3 separate regions of the Mus musculus genome follow, and all the other regions are linked to region 3. A link is a contact called in public HiChIP or PLAC-seq and Micro-C data. All regions are on one chromosome and are shown on one strand. The core of a region is the stretch at or near the end of the contact, and the rest is flanking DNA. Distances in the headings are between cores, read along the strand shown.

Region 1 (3,783 bases), core at 353-2,852, 250 kb after region 3:
AGGGCCAAAATGTGGGAGTCGATGGGTAGGGGAGTGGGAGGGAGGGTATGGGGAACTTTTGGGATAGCATTGGAAATGTAAATGAGGAAAATACCTAATAAAAAGTATATAAAAAAAACAGACTTAAAAAGTATGAATTATTAGCTAAAAGGAAACATGAAACTTAATGCCTAACAACCATCATTTCTGAGTTTTTATTTTTATTTTTAAATTGGGTCTGTTTTAAATTGCTCAAAACAGGATTTTTAGTAGGAGAGTTACAAGAAAAAATAGATGACACCGTACCTATGTTTCTTAGTATTATAAGCAAATGTCATATGACATATTTGGTATAGAGCAGAGAAGAGATGATTGAAACAAACAGAAGAAAGTTCTAGTCTTCATGGCTAGCCAGTGCTCAAACCCATGAAATTATGGCCAAAGGAGGTATAGGAAGGGACCTACATGGGCCTTGTTGGTGGTAAAAGGAGGGAGTTCTCTAGTTGCTGCAGAGAGACTGAGCAAGGCACTGACATGGCCCTAGACAGGGAATGTCCAGTTGGGTAGATACATCCCAGAGGCTGGAAAAGCAAGACGATCTGATTTCCCTGCTTGCCAAATGGCTTTCTCTGGAACTTGTGTTTTTCTGATGAATTTGGAGGTTAATGCGGGAAGAATGGATTGAGCTAATGGTGGAGAGTGACTCATGACAGAGGCCTGACTCTTGCAAATGAGTTGGGAAATATGAGCAGTGTGAAATATAGCAGGTGATGGCTAAATAGCTCAGGGTTGGTTATTGTTACTAGAGGGCGTGAGGCAGTCTTCTTCTATTTATAGCACACTATTCTGAGTTTGTTCAACTCCCACCTCTGCCCTAAAACCCCAGTTCGGCATCAGGCAGAAGAAGCAGCTTATCTGTGTGAAGTTGCTTAGGGGGTCCCCACAGAACTTCAAATTATTAACATTTCACTGACATTTTCTCAGGAAAGGGACGGGACTGTGCGTATAGCCAGCTGTCAGAAAGTGACACTGAGCTGAGCTCAGAGGAAGGCCCTAGATACTTTGGGGTTGATTTATCTAGGTTATATCCATGCCAAAGTGGGGTTGTCTCTAAGTTTCTGTCCTTTTCTCAATGCTCCATGCCAGGACAGCCCCCCCCCCCCAAAGTCACTTTGTAATTTATCAGAAGGATCTTTGGTTATTCTAAGTTACTCACTTTGGCTTAACACTAAGCTGGGCTTCCTATTTTCTAATTAGTTCAATTATTCACTTACTTAATGTGTGTTGAGTATCAGACTAGGTGCAGTTAAAAACAAAACTTGTCCTCAAGTGAAAGAGAAAATGTACAAATGGGTAACTAGACTGAATAACCACGATGTGCTGTGTTGATCCAGAGCCAAGAGTCGTCAAAGGAAGATGCTCAGTGGTCTATTATGAGCAGAGGCAACAATAATGTTTGAGAGACTTATAGCAGAGGCTACAGGACAAAGGTATGCAACTGACCAGGTTTACGACGCTCTTAAATATTTGTTCAACGTTTGTTTACTGGTGAGAGTAAGCTCCACATAATCCCCTATTGCCCTGAGTGAGTCACGCAGTTCTGGCCCCAAGCTTGCATGCCCTATTTAGCAGGATAAAAAGCTCTGTAGTTACCTGAGCCTGCTGTGCTCCTTGAAGACAGTCTAGCTGTGGTATTCACACGAATCCCTGGCACTCCTCCCCACTACTAAGTGGCTTTATTAAATTATTCCTCCCCAGCACCTACAGTGCTGTTTCTGAAAGGAGTCCTAGTAAACACAGTTTGCCCCATTTCCTTTTATTTTTGAGCATTACCGGGTAGTTGCCATCTGGCCTTCTTCTAATGCTGGAAGAAGCAACAGTCTGAGCAAAAGTTTGGAGGCTGGAGCGGTTGGGAGTAACATCCCAGAATGCAAGGTACCATCTGCAGTAGAGAAGAGGGAAGGATGCAAGAGGAGAGGCAGCAGCTTGGAGAAAAAGTTCTCTCCCTCAATGCTTGAGGAGCAAACCCAGAATCTCTGGGGATGTTAGGCAGGAGCCCTACCACTGAGCCACACTCCTAGCCCCTTGGAAGCTGGTTTAGTAGAGGAGAATTGGCTTTGCTGTAGAGCAGGGCACTTAAGGCTGATGAGACAGGGTTAGAGTTTATATGATCAGACTTGTGTTTTTAAAATTCCTTTTTTATTTAACATAGGGAAATGGTGAGTTTTAGAGTGTATATCTGTTGTAAATTCTCATTATACATTTATGAATATAAATTTCCATGGTTTCAATGGTTTTCCTTTCACTCATAACTGTAATCGTGGTTTTTATTTTCATCGGGTGGAGTCCATTTCTATTTCTGTGGTTGTGTGTGTGTGTGTGCGCACACATGTGATAATCACACTGCATATAGAACCTGTTTTCAGTTGTTATACTTAATATAGCATTAATATAACACATTATTAAAATCCTTCATAAATAATTTCTATTGTACTATAATAAAATTTCATCAACATACCTCTGTTATTGGACATTTGGTTTACCATCCATTTATCTGTTATTGACAGTCATAATTAATAATATCCATTTGGCAGAAATACGATTTGGAGACGAAGGTTATGTTGTACAAATGTTTGAAAATGCGCTAAAGACAGTAGGAAATTGCACTGGTTTGAGGTCTAAATTTGGCAGCAGCAGAAGAAAGGAGAGGTCAATTGGATTATTGTTATTTCCTAGGCTTTGATTTCAAGACCCCCAAGCAGGTATTCTTCTTAGTTGTCACTGAGCAAGGCTCAGCATCAATGAAAACATGAGTCACGGTGACTGACTTGATGGAACTCTCAGGGGAGGTTGATCCCATCACACCTACTCGAAACAGCCTTCCAAGGACCAGAGATGTGACTCAGTAGGTCAGTCCTCTTGCTGTAAAAACATGAATACCAGAGTTTGAATCTCAGGTTCCAGAAAAAGCTGGCACATTTTCCTATGACTCTGTAGACATGGGGATGGGCAGAGACAGGAGGGTAGCGGGAGTTTTTGCTACAACACTTTGTGTTCCTGGTGCTTTGCACGCGCACACCCGACCAGAAGCTATCTTTGAATCCACGAATGAAAGACACACACCCAGCTTTTTTTAAATGCCTTGGCTACCACAAAGGCTGAGAACTCCTAAACCTTCCCCTGCTACCCCAGGCCTAATCAGGGAAATGGCCAGTGACCACTTTTCCTGAAGTCTCACATGGCTGGTTGGTGATATTTCCTGCTGCTCCCATGTCCCATCCTTCTACCCACAAGTCGCAGCGAAACTCTTTCATTTCTCTCTGTGTCCACGCCCATACAACTCTAAGGGTCCTGCTCTGTGCCCAGCCATTGACCGTTGGCATCTTTATTGATCAATCAAAAACCAGTTGGGAACAAGGACCTTTAGCATTTGGCCTTGCAGATCCCCGATTGAATCAAAGCATTAGAACAAGAGGGTCACTGGAGTTTGATGCTTATCTAGACTAAGCAAAAGCAGTGAGTTCCAGGCTCATTAAGAGACCATGCCTCAAGGGATAAGACAGAGGGAGATAGAACAGGACACCTTATGTGCTTCTTAGATCTTCATGTGCACACTTACCAACACACACACACACACACAGAGAGAGAGAGAGAGAGAGAGAGAGAGAGAGAGAGACAGACAGACAGACAGACAGACAGAGACAGAGACAGAGACAGAGACAGAGACAGAGACAGAGAGAGCTTCTAAATCCGTTGCTCATTCTTAGGAACTACTTCCCAAACTTGGCACACCAATTCCCTCTG
Region 2 (3,594 bases), core at 92-2,591, 220 kb after region 3:
GTCTGATTTAATTCATTCAATGAGAAGCAACCATCAGCTCTGTATTATTAATCATGTCTAAGTGTGCATATGCCTGATTTTTTTTTTTTAGTTAAAGTCCCAATTCTTTGGATATGTTTGGCATTCCATACTCCTTGCCTGCAGAACTGCACATGTGTGAGATTTCTTTTTTTAATTATTATGAGGTACAAGTAAATATTTCTTACTTCATTGGCAAATAAACTGTGGATTTTAATAGTTAATATTAAATGTACGAAATTCACAATATCCAATAATTTAAACATGGGAGTTCAGCTAAATTACTGAGAAAACAAATGGGGAAAATGTGAGTATTCTCTTGGGTGCATTTGTTTTTGCAGTAGGTATAGTTATAATGGCTTGCCAAAGGTACCTCCCGAAAGAAACAGAGTAACATGAGGCTGATCTTGAGCGTGGCTTAATAGGATTAGTTCCAGGTCATTGGTGGTCGAGAGGGTCATAGCATACACATTTAACTCTTTGTAACTAATGAGAATACTTTTACATTCTTTATTGCCTGAGAGATCATGCTTATTGGAATTGTTGGACAGAATGCCACTACAGCCTTACAGGTGGATTTCTGCAAAACAGAACAAAATTTCTTGTCCCAAGAAACAAGATGAAGTAACTAAACTATTAGTAAATTCCAGTGCCACCCAATAATAGGACTTTGTATTAATACAGCATCTTGCTTGGAGGAACTCAAAGCATTTTATAGGCTATGAAAGTTAATCAAGTTGGGGACTTTTTTTTTCAATCACTGTGGGAGTGAGATCCAGGCCTACACACCTCCAAGCTGTCAAGCTGGCTCTCCTTATTTACACATGTGTACCCTGTTAATGTGGAGACTTCAAAAAGGCCCGGGCTCTTTGGCCTTGGAGACATTGGGCTATAAAGTGAACTTAAATTATTTCTGGATACTTGGCATGAGGAGTGAAACAATGTTTCAAATATTTTAACAAAGAAAACTAAAAAGAAAGAGAGAGAGAGAGAGAGAGAGAGAGAGAGAGAGAGAGAGAGAGAGAGAGAGAGAGAGAGAATTATATGCAGCTGTCTGGCATTAGTTTGTCACCATTGTTGCAGAAGTACATCCATTCTCATGCAGGAATAGTTGCAGGGAGGGAGGGTCAGTTTGCCTTTCCTTATTGACTTTTCTTCTTTCTCCCTATTCTAAATAGCTATATTTTTCTTTGTAAACATTATTTTATGTGTGTGACTTTTGCCTGCATGTATGCTCTTATATCATGTGCATGCCTGGTGCCTGTGGAGGCCAGTAGAGGTCACTGACATAGAATCCCTTCAAAGTGGAGTTACAGATAGATGAGCTGCCTTGTGGATGCTGGGAACGTGACCGTGACCTGGCTGGGTCCTCTGCAAGAGTAGCAACTGCTTTTGCTCATCAAGCTCTGTCTCCAGCGCAAAACACGCACAATCATTTAGTAATGCAATGGACTGATTGAGGCAGGCTTTCATGAGCTTGGTAAGGTTAAGAAGCTAACAATAACTATCTTGCTATAACAATGCTAAGTGGACCTTGGTTATTTTCACAACAATGAGGAATCACTTTATGGAGATGATTATATAATGAGATTCAAACACAAGCAGGAAACACACTCCTGTGGAGACAGAAGTTTAGAATTTGAATTAATGGTAAGCATCAAGTAAATGACCCATGTCATCAAAGATGAGTGAGCTAGATCTGCAAATCTGTGTTTGTGGAATATTTCTTTCTTTGCTTAGGAAGTTTTATTCTTGCTACTTGATGGATTGTTTACCGTGGAATTGGATTCTTGTCTAGGCAAACACTACTCATTTCCTGTGGTCTAGCAACTTTAAATCTATTGTATATAACACAGATTTTGTTAATTATTTTTTTATCTTATGTGCGTAAGTGCATTCACTTGTGTGTGTGCACAATAAGTATGCAGTGCCCCCAGAGGCCAGAAGATGGTGTTGGATCTCCTAGAGCCCCAGTTACTGGTGGTTGCCAGGTAGGTGTTAGAAATTGAACCCACGTCCTCTACAAGAGCAGTGGATGCTCTTAACTGCTGAGCCATGTCTCCAACTTCTTGTTTATCTTCCAAAGAAGCAGATGGAGCTGACTTTGGGGGTCTTCCTTATTGTAGTGCAATGAAACTTTAAAAAAAATTGCAGTTTAAACCCATTTAAACATACCTTGCCATTTCCAGTACATTTTGGTGATTCAGGATGCTATTAGACAGGGCTGAGACCCTAACCTTTATGAAACCAGGCTACAGGTACTCTGTTTAGTGAGTTCTTACCTACTCTAATGTCCTGACGAATGTTCCTTATGTTTTTTTCTCAAAGTTCCAATGTTCTGTGTTTTATTTATATTTTCTAAAATTGTATTTTATTGAAGATAGACTTTTTTCATGCAATAAAGTTTAGTGATGGCATTACCTTTCCCAACTCCTCCAGATTCTTGGCACTCCCCTCCCCATCAGAATCCAGCCCCTCTCTGTCTCTTTTTAGAAAATAACGAGATGTCTAAAGGATAATGATAAAATAAAATACAGTAAGATAAAACAAAATCAAGCCAATTGGCATAGGACAGAATAAAACAAATCAAAAAGAAGGAAATGTGTTAATGAAAAATCAGAAGAAACACATAGAGACACAATGACACACACATTTGCACACATAGGAATCCCATAAAAACACAAAACTGGAAGCCATAATATTGGTACCTATAAGGTTAAAAACAAAACAAAACAACACAAACAAACAAAAATAAAAAAAACAAACAAACAAGCAATCCAAAAGAGCCAAGGAACCCTCAAAGAGGCCCTTGACTTTGGTTTCTCTTGGTCATCAAATACTTGGATACCTTAAGAATAGTTTGTTTTGAGGCTTTTCCCTACTTTCTCCTCTATAAGTTTCAGTGTCTCTGGTTTTATGTGGAGTTCCTTAATCCACTTAGATTTGACCTTAGTACAAGAAGATAGGAATGGATCAATTCGCAATCTTCTACATGATAACAGCCAGTTGTGCCAGCACCATTTGTTGAAAATGCTGTCTTTTTTCCATTGGATAGTTTTAGCACCCTTGTCAAAGATCAAGTGACCATAGGTGTGTGGGTTCATCTCTGGGTCTTCAATTCTGTTCCATTGGTCTACTTGTCTGTCACTATACCAGTACCATGCAGTTTTTATCACAATTGCTCTGTAGTACAGCTTTAGGTCGGGCATGGTGATTCCACCAGAGGTTCTTTTATCCTTGAGAAGAGTTTTTGCTATCCTAGGGTTTTTGTTATTCCAGATGAATCTGCCGATTGCCCTTTCTAATTCATTGAAGAATTGAGTTGGAATTTTGATGGGGATTGAATTGAATCTGTAGATTGCTTTTGGCAAGATAGCCATTTTTACTGTATTGATCCTGCCAATCCATGAGCATGGGAGATCTTTCCATCTTCTGAGATCTTCTTTAATTTCTTTCTTCAGAGACTTGAAGTTCTTATCATACAGATCTTTCACTTCCTTAGTTAGAGTCACACCAAGGTATTTTATTTTATTTGTGACTATTGAGAAGGGTGTTGTTTCCCTAATTTCTTTCTCA
Region 3 (3,354 bases), core at 693-3,192:
CCACAAGGAAATGTACCATTCAGCAAAATTCTATACATTACAAAGGATTCTATTAAAAGGGGGGTGGGGTAGGGAAGATGGACACACACACAACAGAGAGGTACACAAAGAAAAGACTACCACCTTCTAATTTCCCTGTGACATACGAGGGAATGACACAACCATGAAACCTGTCAATTTGTCCCCCACCCCTCCTGTTTGCCACAACCTAGGAAGTATACACTGAATTTTTATAATGAATGCATTCACTGTGACTTTTAAACTCTTTCATCCCTCCAACTAACTCTCCGGTTAAGTGCATTTGCACACCTTTCAGCTAGATGTATGTATGCATTTCCAGAATTTCAATACAAAAGCCTAGTTTTTCCAACCACTGGTTGCAACCATACAACATCTTCACATAATCAAATTTTTCAGATATAAAATGGCCAGAGTATTCTCCTAACCTTGAGTTAAAAGAAAAGAAAAGAAAAAGAAATACATCTCACAAGAACAGCATATTTAACATGAACACAATTTCACATGGCCTGTTCTTAACTGAAAACAACGTGTCGGTGCAAAGCGTTTAAAATAAGTATTCCGTAGGTAAGCAGAATCTACGCCTGAAAAGAGCACCCAAATGGTGGGTGAAAGCCAGCACACACCACCAACACACAGCAGCATACCTCTTCTGCACTGGGTTAGGGTTAATACTCCGGCAACTAAAACTATTTTTAACACTACTGGACAATGTAGTTGGAGAAGACGTGAGAGGAGACCTAGATTAAATCGCTGATAGGATGCATTGTTTCTCACAGTCAAAATTAAACACCAGCTCACTTGATCTATGTCTCGATATTCACCGGTGAAGCACTAATTAGATGACGACCAAAACCGGTCCTTGTTTTGGAACAGCTTAGGCTAAATGACATTTTGGAATACCTCCTTCTGGGTCTCAAACCTTTACATAAATTTTCACTTGTGGTATTTGCGGCTTGAACAGCAACCCAACCAGCGCTGTCATCGAGTGTTATGGCCACAAACCATGACTTTCTCACTTGCACAACAACACAGCACTCAACCTATCAGTTCGCCACACCAACCCAAAACAAGTGGAATTCATGGAGATTTCGAGATGATCGGGGCTGCGGGTTTAGGCGCGGGAAAAGCCTCGGCCCGAGAACTGCCCAGCAGACGGCACCCGGCACCCGGCCACAGCCCCGCCGCGCCGGCTCCTCCACCTACCTGAAGAGCAAGAGATAAGAAAGACGGCGAACGCCAACTTTGCAGCAGCTCCCATTTTCCCGAGGCGCCGGAGAAGCCGTAGGAAGTTCTCGCTAGATATCCAGTTCCCTGGGTCTTCCTCGGAGACAAACCTCCTGGTGTAAAATCAACCGTCATAAAACATATTCGGAAGCCCCGAGGCGGGGGGGAGGGGGAAGCAAAAAACGTTCACAGGGTTGAAAAAAAAAGGATTTAAAAAAAAGGCACAACAATTTAAAAAAATGTACCACGGGGGAAAAACCGCCACATACACGCACAACACACCAAACCAAACAACGAAAAGCCAACAACAACAAAAGCGGGTTGGAATCACTGTCAAAATCACTGTCAGCTCCGCTCGCCTCTCGCGTCTCAGCGAACAAAACGCCTGGCTGAGGCGACGAGGCGGCGGCGGCGGCGCCCGCAGCCGCCCGGACGGTCCGGGAGCCGAGCTGCTCCGACGTCCGGACCGACCTTCAACCCGGACACCCAAAGTCCGCGGACCACAGTAGCCGAGCTCGCGGCGGTGGCGGTGCGAGGCGGCCGCGGGAGACGGCGACGGGAGAGACGGTGGCGCAGGCGGCGGCCAAGTTCTGGTCCAGGCTGTGGCTCCGGCTCCCGGCTCCCGGCTCGGCCGCGTTTTCGGTCTCCTGGCCTCCGCCGGCCCCGCCCCCTACACTTCCGGTTCCGTCCTGAAGCTGGAAGCCAGGCGCGGCGGAGAAACGCTCCGCGGCGGCGGTGGCGGCGGCGGCGGGAGCGGCGGCCGGGCGCAGCGCGCGTGCCGGGCGGCGAGCGCGAGGAGATTGTCCGGGAGGCGGGGCGAGCCGGAGGGGCGGGGCCGGATCCGGAGCGCGCTCGCGAGGCTGCGGGAACCGAGACCGAGCAGACGGGACGGCGGGCCCTGCGGGTGCCCGCCGCGGCCCCGAGACGCCCGGTGTGCCCAGTGCGGTGCCCGCCCGGGCGCGAGAGCCGCGGCGCCCGAGCGGGATGGGCGATGCTAAGGCCGACTGCGGCGCCCAGCCTTTCCTCTGGGGGACGCCGAGGCCGCGCCGACTTGCTCCGAGTGGGCGGGAGCCGCACCCGCTGCTGCCCGAGCGAGCTCGGTGCTCGCGAGCCGGCCGCGCCCCCGCCGCCGAGGCCTCCCCACGTTTGTCTTTGGGCTAAAAAATAAAGGCAGGAAGGGCTGTCCGCCAGGTCAGGACACCCTCGCCAGATAGCTCGATGTGAGGTTCGGATCCTATCCACCACACCTTGTATACACAAAGCATTGTGTTGCAAACAGGTTTGCTCCTAGTTGGCGTGAAAGTCTGTATTAGGCTTGAAGTGAAAATCGCAGATTTCAGTGTATTGGACCGTCAGAGACGGTGGTGTTATCAATTCTTAGCCTCTTGTAAGACCTGTTTTTACCCCGTAAGCCATGTTGAACTGTTGATCGGGTGTTCAGTTAAGCACCGAAACATACAGAATGTAAAAATGTGAGCCCTACCTCCAGAAGCTCGGCTATTTGGGATATTCGAAGTTGGCTATAGCGTGCAAAGGATGATTGCTAGAGTCAGTTCGTCTGCCATTTAGCACAATTTGGTATAATAAAGGGGGAGATCTTGTTTTCCACTTTATTCCAGCATTCTGAAGGTTTTGACAGGAATGCTTCCTCAGTAGATAGGTAAATACCTAGAAGTTTGCCCTTTTTTCTTAATACAGTAGTAACCTCTGTGTTTGGAGACATTTTCAAGAAAAAAAGGAAGCAACTGTGGGATGGGTAATTAATGTTTTAGTGTACACTGATCCCCACATTTTTCCACAAACTCACTTGTATTTGTTTTCTTTTTCTCTTCCTATAAACTGCTCTATATTTCTGTCTATTAAGTACATCCTATAATTATCTGCCTATTTCTACTACTTGTCAGGGTTAATAATCATTGTGGCTCTTTAAACTCTCTCCAAGATTTCCAGTTCTCAAGCCCTGCTCAGAATTGATGGTATTATGCAACAAAATCCCAAACTGGTCTTCAGGATGCCTCAGTAAATCGAATGTAGTTCTGCAAACAGTTTAGGCTGGACAGAAACGAAGAGTTGCCACTAACAGTCTTAAAATGGAAGAGTGTGTTTACT

What was found. Hi-C and Micro-C count contacts between places; a contact is called where the count stands out from the background. HiChIP or PLAC-seq counts read pairs in DNA pulled down with a chosen protein or histone mark.
Region 1: a Micro-C map of muscle stem cells shows a contact between it and region 3, with 8 times the contacts expected there. The contact joins the enhancer-like site here to the promoter of Acvr2a in region 3. A contact is called at or near these places in 5 of 39 promoter capture datasets (the 3T3-L1 cell line, cranial neural crest, hippocampal neurons and 2 more), 6 of 484 Hi-C or Micro-C datasets (muscle stem cells, myocytes, nephron progenitors and 2 more), 10 of 115 datasets of contacts at active chromatin or transcription factors (SST interneurons, craniofacial prominence, differentiating embryonic stem cells and 7 more) and 1 of 9 other capture datasets (adipose tissue).
Region 2: an H3K4me3 HiChIP or PLAC-seq map of embryonic limb bud shows a contact between it and region 3, with 4 times the contacts expected there. The contact joins the enhancer-like site here to the promoter of Acvr2a in region 3. A contact is called at or near these places in 4 of 39 promoter capture datasets (the 3T3-L1 cell line, 3T3-L1-derived adipocytes, cranial neural crest and 1 more), 2 of 484 Hi-C or Micro-C datasets (bone marrow-derived macrophages and uterus), 5 of 115 datasets of contacts at active chromatin or transcription factors (bone marrow-derived macrophages, embryonic forebrain, embryonic limb bud and 2 more) and 2 of 9 other capture datasets (macrophages and pancreatic islet).

What each region holds. Positions count from the first base shown.
Region 1 is chr2:48,565,845-48,569,627 of GRCm38.p6, reverse strand. No RefSeq gene overlaps it. Among named protein-coding and RNA genes, the nearest start is that of Gm39809, 29 kb to the right of the region's middle. Within about 2 kb of position 1,602, at least 30 of the 459 cell types and tissues checked have an H3K27ac peak or open chromatin away from gene starts, as enhancers often do. A contact at or near this core is called in muscle stem cells, myocytes and pancreatic cancer cells, where this site is marked.
Region 2 is chr2:48,595,223-48,598,816 of GRCm38.p6, reverse strand. No RefSeq gene overlaps it. Among named protein-coding and RNA genes, the nearest start is that of Gm39809, 58 kb to the right of the region's middle. Within about 2 kb of position 1,341, at least 4 of the 459 cell types and tissues checked have an H3K27ac peak or open chromatin away from gene starts, as enhancers often do. A contact at or near this core is called in embryonic limb bud, where this site is marked.
Region 3 is chr2:48,812,697-48,816,050 of GRCm38.p6, reverse strand. It overlaps Acvr2a (activin receptor IIA), which reads right to left and starts at 1,942. Exons shown (of 11, transcript NM_007396.4): 1 at 1,225-1,942. The coding sequence starts at 1,279.